3 separate regions of the Mus musculus genome follow, and all the other regions are linked to region 1. A link is a contact called in public HiChIP or PLAC-seq data. All regions are on one chromosome and are shown on one strand. The core of a region is the stretch at or near the end of the contact, and the rest is flanking DNA. Distances in the headings are between cores, read along the strand shown. Region 1 overlaps 5430437J10Rik (RIKEN cDNA 5430437J10 gene). Region 2 holds the start of Ttc33 (tetratricopeptide repeat domain 33). Region 3 overlaps Ttc33 (tetratricopeptide repeat domain 33).

Region 1 (3,227 bases), core at 479-2,978:
AGGCAGGTGGCCGTAAGAAGAAAGCTAGAAGTGAGTTGAGCTTCACATTATGAGACATTGTTCGCTATCCGTTTGCTCATGGGACTCTTTTTCCTTTGGAAACACAAAAAGCAAAATAAATAAATAAATAGATAGATAAATAAATAAATATCAAATAGCGTAAGATGGAATTTTCCACTTTGTTTTATAGGAGTGTGCAAATTTTAAGATTATTCCCCCCTCTTTATCTAAAGGAGTGGCTTTAGGAATTGATGTAAAAACATTCTCATCTCAAATAAGATAGTTTATTCTGGAACCAAATATGTGTGACCATGTCCTGGGAACACAGGCTTAGATTACCCTAAATTATGTTTCAATATACAAATAGCTTCCTGAAGGTTTACAGTAACAAAACAAAAATCGTAAAATCAAGACCTTTTTCAACTCCATGGATGGGAACATGAGAGAGGCAGATAAAAGTGCCCAGAGTGAGGTCTCAGCCACAGGCCTCAGGTGCTTCCTCAGAGCAACAGCCGTAGCCTCTTGATTGGTGTGGAGTATGGTTCTGTTAAGATAATGTATCCCCAAAAGCATTTAGCTCCTTGTCACAGGATATTAGATCTGGTACACAGACAGCTCTTTAGGGAGCCAAGCATAGGCAAGGTAAGTTGTAATTAGGCTCTGTACCTACAACATTCAAACGTCCGCACATCACTCAAGTTAAAAGCAGCCAATTAGCCTCTGCCAACACAGTTTCTCTCTAGCAATTTTCCTTGAGAGTAAGCTAATATAAATCCCTAAGCACACTTGAGGTTTGTCTATGCTTTTGATGAAAATGACTGCTTAATCAATAAAACCTATCAGGACGGAGGTTTGGAATGTTGTGACAGCATTTGTTAATATGCTCTGACTCACTCAATAAATATGGCAGGCTTGGGAGCCAGGCATTACTCTGAATATTCTCAAAGAACAGTGAAAATATAGTTTGCTTATGAAACTTCAGGTAAAAGTTGCCTGGAGGGATCTTTTGCACTCAGAAGACAAACCACTATGCTTTTATTACATTTGGTCTGGAAACCATGCTTTAAGACATGCATACAGGGAAACGCTTTTCTTCTGTTTCCTTAGGTAACTGTAGAATGACGCTAAAGAGCCTTTCTTTTCCCTATTTTGGTATTTAGTGTTGAGCAGTGATGGGGCAGCTCTAATGATGGGTACTGTACAACAAGCAAGGATGTTGTTTCTGCAGCAGAGATTTAAAAAACAAACTAAAGGAACAGTGTTCACCACAAGTAGGATGGTTGACATATTAGTTACAAGGAGAACACAGGGGAAATAGATCTACATTGAAACAAAGGCTAAAATTTCAAATAATGTTAGTGCTTAGCAGAAAAAAAATATGGTAAAGGAAATACTTTGAAATTGTGCTCTCTCTGTGCATTACCTCATTCATCTCTATGGTAATCTGAACGCACAGTGGCCAGGCGTTCTTCCCATTGAGCAATGAGGAAGTGGCGCACGAGGCACTTGGTTATATAACTGACTTAGAGATGAAGACAATGTAAGAGGCAGACTCTTGGGAGCTTTGGGGGACTTCTTCAATGATGTGATTGTTTTGTCTTTCCCAGACTTTGTGAGCATCTCACAGCCCACTCAAGACTATGTTCAGGATACTCCATAAGAAGTGCTGCCTTCACCCCAGGCTGCTGAAAAGCAGGTCACAGGCTAGGTGAGTCAACCAATAGTTAACTTCTGACAGACACTGTTACACAAGGTTAGCTGTCTAGTAGAGTCTCATACCAACAGAGCTGACTCATTACTCTCTGAAATCAAATGTGTTGAGCCTTCCCCTCCTCCAGCTTTCTAGCATTTTTGAGCTTGGGTGAGTTTACACATGCTAGAGTGAACATTTTATTGATACAGCTATCTATGAGTTTTCTCCATCTCCATGCAACCCTTCACCCATACTCCTGTAAGTAATTCCATTAAGCTCATTGGTTCATCAAATTGGACTTTGGTGGTATCCTTACTTTGATCTGTCATTACTTCTTATTTGAGGTGAGTCCATATGTGTTAACATTTCCTCAGGAATAGTGTCATGCAATACTGCACCACAATCATCTTTCGTCTAAAAGTGTCACATCTTTTCATCATGGAATAAAATAGTCAGGATAACTTATGTAAATATTGTGAAATTTAGCTGAATTTTTTCTCTGTATATAAATATATCTTTCTAGCTCTCTGGGATTTAGTGAACAGACTCACTTACTTGAAATATTTCCTTTATTGAAAAAAATTTTTTCATTTTTTAATTAGGTATTTTCTTCATTTACATTTCAAATGCTATCCTGAAAGTCCCCTATTACCCGCCCCCCTCCTCGCTTCTTGGCCCTGGCATTCCCCTGTACTACTGGGGCATATGTGTATATATATATATGTGTGTGTGTGTATATATATATATATATATATATATATGTATATATATATATATATATATGTGTGTGTGTGTGTGTGTGTGTGTGTGTGTGTGTGAGAGAGAGAGAGAGAGAGAGAGAGAGTTCCATATTTTAGAGGACAACTTGTGGTGGTCAGTATACTCCATTACTATATGGAACACTACAGGAATTAAGGTTAGATGGTTAAATATTGGGGCAGCAACCTTTAAATGCAGACCATTTTTGATCAGATTAAAAAAATGTTTTGTTTAGTTTCCTTTTATTACAGTAGGTATAATTACTTATTCTGAAGATATCAAGATATTTATAATTAATAATGAATTCTCATAATTTCCTGTTAAAGCAGTAACTTGGGAAGGCGAAGTTTTGCATTGAAGCTGACCTACAGTAAGTCTGAGAATAAAATGGAGAGAACTCCATGAACATATTTGAAGACGGTGATATCATTTCTTAAGATAAGATTGCATTTGAGTCTTTTGTAAATCTTTTGGTTCCATATTTTGCTGTGTAAAATGTCCTCTGGTTTGTAGCCTGTGGCCTTTGTAGGGATAACTCTAACTGACTTCCAGTCGCTTTGGGAAAATGGCAAGCACCAGCATCTGGATCGCTTCATAAACCCTGTCTGTCCAGTCTGTGTAGCAGGGAGCCGCAGGTAAGCCTGCAGACATCTGTTCACCCTCCTTCAGTCAACATTTAAGTAAAGTTGCGTCTGAAATGATCTAACATTTCCCACTCATCATCCCTGCACACAGAGAAGTCTAAATCAACCAACACTCCATCCTGCCCTAACCT
Region 2 (3,227 bases), core at 410-2,909, 350 kb before region 1:
GTGGCGTTTTAACAGCCAGCACCAATGTTTACTTTTGTGAAAAATGGCAATATGTACGAGTTCTGGGTACGGAAGGGCCTTTGACACTTGGTATCTGTGGGTGTCAGAAGAGGGCAGCAGTTCCCCTGTAACTGGAGTCACAGATGTTTTGAGTCTCTCTGTTGAGTGTTGGACCTGAACCCAGGTCCTCTACAAGAGCAGTAAGCCATCGCTGGGGCCAGCATCAGTGATTTTAATGCCAGCGTTGGGTAAGAGTGTCCCTTCAGGGACTATTTGACATTTTGGAGAGAAAGAAGTTAGTAGTCCTTTTGGTAATGTATGTGTGTGTGGGGGGGGTGGGGATGGGGATGGGGGTGGGAGGTGGGGAGGGGAGTATTACTAATGGTATCTCAGAATCCTACCATGTTTCTGTTTGGTTTCAGACCCAGGAACAAACAACTTAGGTGTATATTTTACATACCAAAGCAGACCTGGCCTCCTGGTTCTCCCAGCATCCCTCAGTCCCTAGTATAACTGGCCCCCAATCCTGAATTTTCAGCACAGGGCCTGGACTCCCTTCCCCCAGAGGATCTTTGCTATATAATCCATTTTGTTTTCTCCCTCCCCATCTCCCCTGCCCCCTTGTCTTAGCCTGAGGGCTCTCTTTCTCTTCCTCTTCTCTCCCTTTTCTGGCCTCCTTCCTTGGGGCCAGTGAACTCACCTGCCCGAGAGCAGCTTCTTAATAAACCTGCAGTTGTATATATTTTAATCTGGCTTGAATTGGCTCATTTTACCAGTGGAGAAATAACTTATCAGTTTACCTCAACAAATAACTAGCCAGTAAGACATGCGGTGGCGCGTTGAAAAAGCGTGGTCTCCATAAATCGATCTTGGCTTTGTGTAGCACAGCTATGTGGATAAACTTAAGGAGTTTTCAATTCCCTCAGTGTGCCCCATTGTTAACATCAGCCTGCTAATTTACTTGTAAGAAGTGACAGGTGCTACTTTCAGGCTCTGCTGTGGATTCTCACAGGAAGCTTGCAGTTCAGCCCAATCCTCCCTGATCGGCTCTTACTTAAGGTTTCTGTTGCTGGGATAAAACACCATGACCAAAGTCATCTCGGGGCGGAAAGGGGTTATATCAGCGTCTAGTTTCACATTATAGAAGGAAATCAAGGTAGAAACTCAAGCAGGGCAGTAATTGGTCCTTTTTAAGGCTTGTTCAGTTAGCTTCCCCTTGGGCCAGACCACCTGCCAAGGGTGTGGCACTGCCTGTAATGGGTTGGGTCCTCCCACATCAATCATTCATCAAGACAATGCCCGCATAGATTTCCCTACAGGCATTTTCTCAGTTAAGATTCCCTGTTTTATAGCTAAGTATATGTTTGTGTCAAGTTGACACAAACAAGCCAGCACCCTTTGCACTTATTTCAGCTCAGTCTCCGCCCCCCCCCCCCCCCCCCCCCTTCTGCATCTCACAGACCCTTCAGCGGCTAGGCCGGTCAGACTAGGCGGTAAGCCATTTATTTACCTGAGGACTGTGTGTATTGCAAAGCACAACCTCAAACACGGGAGTCCATTCCCGGCTGCAGTTAGAGGGCGCTTCGTCTGGTGTCTTTATTACAAATCCCATAGTCCCTAGGGCGCCGCAGTGACTTCTGGGATTAGTGGTCCTGCAGAAGGGCGCTGGCGGGTAAGAAAGTCTTCTTTTCTTCTGTCCGCCTTGCTGGACTTTAGAACGTCCCAGGATGATTTCATGCTTTTTTTTTAAAATAAAGAATCGGGAAGCACAGGCAGGCAAGGCAGATTAGAATCCCGGCAGAATAGTTTCCGTTTCCGGTGCCAAAGGGCACGTGGAATGTAAACACGGCACCACAGAGTGTTTTCAGGTAACTGGCTGCGGGTAGGCGGTAGACAGGGCTGAGGGTTGCTGCGTGCGGGAGGGAGGGCCGAGGGTGGCCCGGTGAGGTCCACAGAGCCCTGGGGCGTGCCTCCGACCTGGGCACGGGGCGCGGGGCGCGGTGGCAGGGTTCTGGGTGCCGGCCCGGCCGCCCGAGGAGCTGCTATGGCCGGAGCTCATTTTTATTGCAGCCGAGGCAGGGGCCAGTTTTGAATCCTGTGTTCTCCTCGGGTAGCATTTTAAGGGAATCCGTTTCTCTCGTTCTTCACCTGCGGATTCATCTCTCCTGTTCGGAGGGTGGTTGTTGTGATTCTCTACCTCCGGCCGGTGTTTTTCCATCTTGGGTGGCCGCATCCTCTCACGCAGTCAGTTCAGGAGGACGTTTTTAACTCTGTGGCAAGCACCCAGCTTATTTATGGCCCGGTAAAGGGTCAAGTCGAGCGGTTGCGGTGGAGAGCATCGTACATGTTTAGAATCTTAATGCCACTCATCGTTCTGTAGAGCACGTAGACTTTTAACTCCAGATGAGAGTTAGCACGAAACCTTTACAGTTGTGATTTACCCACTTGATCTGTTATCGGGTTGGAAAGAAGCTTGGTGCCTTATCCATCCAGGTACAGATCAAGCAAAGCTCCTTCTGTACGCGGTTTTTAGTGAGTACTAATTACAAGCACAGCCTAGAGGCACAAGAAGCTCATAGCGTAAGATGAAAACAGTTTAGTTGAGATGTAAGTGGCGTGTTATACAACTCCTCCTAATAGAGTCTATGACTCAGTAACCGTTATTGCTGTTCACAAAATCGTGCCATTATACCAATTGATGTTAGGACATTTTAATCACCGAGAAGGGGAGTCCCGAATCATTAATTGACTATTGTCTGTATTTTCTCCCCAGTAGCATTTCAGATCCCGGATCAGATCAGAGCATTACATTTTCCTTGGGGAAGATGTTCACACATGCCAGGAGTCTTCCCTCTTTTAAGCCTGGCCAGCTTCTATTCTCTAAAGCTCACTTTCATGCAGACACTAGTGTGCGTTTGTCTGACAGGTCATTGGATCACGCTTGATAGCACTTACCGGTATTGTAATTGAGTTCAGTCTCCTTGTCCACAGGCAGTTTGGGAGAAAATATAAACTTGGTATTATAAACTGGTAACACATTCCTGCTTTTTCACTTTAGTAGGCCCTTGATACCGCTTGCTGTTTCTTCATTATTAAGTCGTTTCTAATCTCCACAAGGACTTGTTAGATTTTTTTTTTCATCTTTCTCAGATGCATACATTTATTTATTTTTTTCCTTTATATTGAGTAGATGGCTATAACCTACTTTTCCTACTAATGTGAAATTT
Region 3 (3,227 bases), core at 382-2,881, 330 kb before region 1:
CGTCAAAGCCCTCCCTCCAATGACACATTCTTTCAGCAAGGCCACACCCACTCCAACATGGCTATGTCTCCTAATCCTTCTAATCTTTCCAAATAATGCCACTCTCTTGTGGCTAAGCATTCAAATATACGAGCTTTTGGGAGCCATTTTTCCCATTAATTATTTATTTATCACTTTATATCCCCTCCTGACATCGCTTCACATATGGCCTCTCTTCTCCTCTGAGAAGTGGGAGGCTGGAGGCCTTTTTTATTCAAAGTACCACAGGCAGTGAGTTTCTCTTCTGTATCTTATTACTACTTTTCTTATTTTGTCAGTTTGCTTCTCTACATAGTTTCAACTCTTGAGTTTCCTGTTTTCAGATTCCACAAAGAGGAATCTGATAGGCTTATGCCGGTTGGACCAGGCCATAGAAGTTATACAGAGTCAACTAGACAATGGCTTGGCTTGTTTGGATTACATAGTTTTCTTTGTTCCAGGTAGCTATGGCCTGGGTGAAAGAACTTGTGGTCTTCCTTCACTTGAAAAAAGGACTGGTTAAAACCCAGTTTCTAATACCTACCAACAAAGGTGCTACTGAGTAACTATAATATCTCCTATAACTGTATAATAGTCAGTCTTTAAGCAAGTATGCTATAGAGAGAATCTTTTGGTCTAAAGGAATGGAGGAATGTTTCATATGTGTATAAAAAGTACAATACATTTAAAAACCGAGGTTTGTGATTTCTTGGGGAACAACCCAGAATTGTGCTGATGCGTCATAAAGTTGGGGTAGAGCTGGCAGGTTGCCCACCCTCCTGTGCAGTCCAGCAACCATGCTTACATGGGTAGCTCTGATTGGACCTCCTGGGCTGTGGAGAAGAGGAGGGAAGAAAAATTGGGAGGGAACCTGTTAGGGGGTGAGGGGGGCTGCAGGAGGGTAATGGGGTGCATGGGATTGTATTTCATGCAAGAAACTCAAGAATAGAAAACATGGTAAAACGATACTGACAAACAGCTGAGACGAATAAGGAGGTAGTCTGAGTAATGAGGGGGGAAGGTGGCCACACGGTCCCCACATTATTAGAAGCCTTTCACCTAGAATTAAACAGTGCTCAGGTAGATGTCTTTTCATCGAGGAATTCTGTGAGCTGCAGGTTATGAAGGAGCTGGGCTCAGTGGTACATTCCTGTAATCTCAGCACTCAGGAGTCAGAGGCAGGTGGATCGGACTTTGAGGCTACCCTGGCCTATGTAGTAAGTTCCAGGCCAGCCAAGGCTACATTGTATAAGAACTGGTTGCAAAAGCCCCTCAAAGCCCCAAAAGGCTCTAACAGTGGTCTAGGCTTACTTATTTCTGTATGATTTGGCTGGAATCAGAGGTTACCGCCTTCCTTTAATTGAACATTTAACTCGTAGTTAAGCTTTGAGCACAGACCAGCCTGGTCTACAGAGTGAGTTCCAAGACAGCCAGGGCTCCACGGAGAAACTCTGATCGGAAAACCAAAAAAAACCAACAAAACACAAACCTGTGGTTTGACCGCCACGCCTTTAATGAGTATAAAAGCAAACTTCGTAAAGCACACTCCCACTATGCACTCTTTGTGCTTTGTCAAGATGGTATGAGACTTACCTTGGCTGGCCAGTCCATCCGGGAGATCCTCCTGTCTGTCACCACAGTGGTGATATTTCAAAAGCTTGTGCTGTGTTTGAGGTTTATGTGTGTGCAGAGGAACTGCACTCACGCCCTCAGGCTTGTGCAGCAAGCACTTTCCTGATGGAGCCACCCCACCCCCACCCCCTGGCTTTACGGAGTCCGGGTCTTTACATGCAGCATATTTTCTGTAATGTAGTGGACATGTTCTGAGATGTGGATCGCTAGGCAGTTTCATGTGTATACATGAATATCATGTATAACCTCTGAAGACTGCATCATGGAGTATACTTACAAAAACTTACATGGCCTTTTGAAAAGGATGCCTTGTGAGGAAATAGGACCAAGTGTGGCTTAGCATGAGGCTCTGATGTTACACTTGGTGCCTTCAAATCCTACCCGACCCTTGTAGCTGCAGCATTAGCTATATTTGGGAAGGTAGCTTCTTTAATCTTCAGCTCTCTTATTTATGAAGTGGAGATAATGACTAATGCCACCTGGGGTTCTGGTGAGGGTCCAGTTCCAGTAGAGTAATGAAGGTCACGTAACTGGCACTGCAGTCTGCTCAGTGACTGTTAGCGTTTGCTAACATATAACTCACAAATCTCTTTGCTGTGTCCAAGTGCAATGGAAAAGTGAGAAATATGTTTAAGGCCCACACAATTATGCATGTGGTATAAAGAAAAAGAATTGGACTAAATAACAACCTGGATGGTTTAGGTTAGTCTCTTGAGTTGCCTCTGGTGTGCTGAAGGGAGACAGTGAGAACAGGATGTATGGAGTTTCACTTCTGGTGATTGTACAAGATACAGTAAACTTGCTCTCCTAAGTATAAGAAATGAACTCTAAAATAGCAATAAAAAGTTTGTGAGTTAGATGGGGAGATGACTCAGTTGATAAGAATTCTTGCTGAATAAGCGTAAGGACCTTTGTCCAAATCTCCAGCACTCATTTAAAACCTGCACATGTGTGCCTGTGATCCCCGCTTTGTTGACTGTGAGATAGTGGATCCCAGGAGCTCACTGGCCAACTACCCTTACAAAACCTGCATTTTTCAGGCTCAGAAAAGACCTGTCTCAAGGAAATAACATCGACAGCAATAAAGGAGGATGCTGTCCTAACGCCTGCACACACACATCAGCACAAGTGTACACTATGCACACACGCGCGCACACACACACTATTATATGTATTATATGATTATAATTTATATTAGAGAATATGAATAGCAGTTGTTTATTACCAGGTATTGTGCATTGTACATACAAAACACATACTGAGAAAGTGAAGGGTCTTGAAAACAACAAGAAATGATTTAAGAGAAGATAGTACACAATGGCACATGACAGAGATTGTCAGTGATTCACAGCCCTGGGACTGCAGACGTGCTCAAGTACCTGGAAAGAAGAGCAGTCATTAACATTGCCTAGAGAGCAGGAAACGGTGCACAGTCTCTGAAGACTGCAGCAAGTGTGCTAAGGGCAATTGTGCAGTTACTCAGGTAGTTTAGCTGCTTGTGGCTACAGTTGAAGATATTAATTGAATACCTGGCTCTCAATCTTAAAATAAAAGGTGGGGGTGTGCATTGATTATTA

Evidence for each region. HiChIP or PLAC-seq counts read pairs in DNA pulled down with a chosen protein or histone mark.
Region 2: a FOXA1 HiChIP or PLAC-seq map of pancreatic cancer cells shows a contact between it and region 1. The contact joins the promoter of Ttc33 here to the enhancer-like site in region 1. A contact is called at or near these places in 1 of 39 promoter capture datasets (the HPC-7 cell line), 1 of 484 Hi-C or Micro-C datasets (pancreatic cancer cells), 2 of 115 datasets of contacts at active chromatin or transcription factors (cardiomyocytes and pancreatic cancer cells) and 2 of 9 other capture datasets (adipose tissue and liver).
Region 3: an HNF4G HiChIP or PLAC-seq map of pancreatic cancer cells shows a contact between it and region 1. The contact joins two enhancer-like sites. A contact is called at or near these places in 1 of 484 Hi-C or Micro-C datasets (pancreatic cancer cells) and 1 of 115 datasets of contacts at active chromatin or transcription factors (pancreatic cancer cells).

The regions. Positions count from the first base shown.
Region 1 is chr15:5,538,018-5,541,244 of GRCm38.p6, forward strand. 5430437J10Rik (RIKEN cDNA 5430437J10 gene) reads left to right here. Exons shown (of 5, transcript NR_045274.2): 2 at 1,608-1,708. Among named protein-coding and RNA genes, the nearest start is that of 5430437J10Rik, 43 kb to the left of the region's middle. Within about 2 kb of position 1,729, at least 93 of the 459 cell types and tissues checked have an H3K27ac peak or open chromatin away from gene starts, as enhancers often do. A contact at or near this core is called in pancreatic cancer cells, where this site is marked.
Region 2 is chr15:5,183,901-5,187,127 of GRCm38.p6, forward strand. It overlaps Ttc33 (tetratricopeptide repeat domain 33), which reads left to right and starts at 1,660. Exons shown (of 5, transcript NM_026213.3): 1 at 1,660-1,868.
Region 3 is chr15:5,203,815-5,207,041 of GRCm38.p6, forward strand. All of the region lies in intron 2 of Ttc33 (tetratricopeptide repeat domain 33), which reads left to right. Among named protein-coding and RNA genes, the nearest start is that of Ttc33, 20 kb to the left of the region's middle. Within about 2 kb of position 1,632, at least 10 of the 459 cell types and tissues checked have an H3K27ac peak or open chromatin away from gene starts, as enhancers often do. A contact at or near this core is called in pancreatic cancer cells, where this site is marked.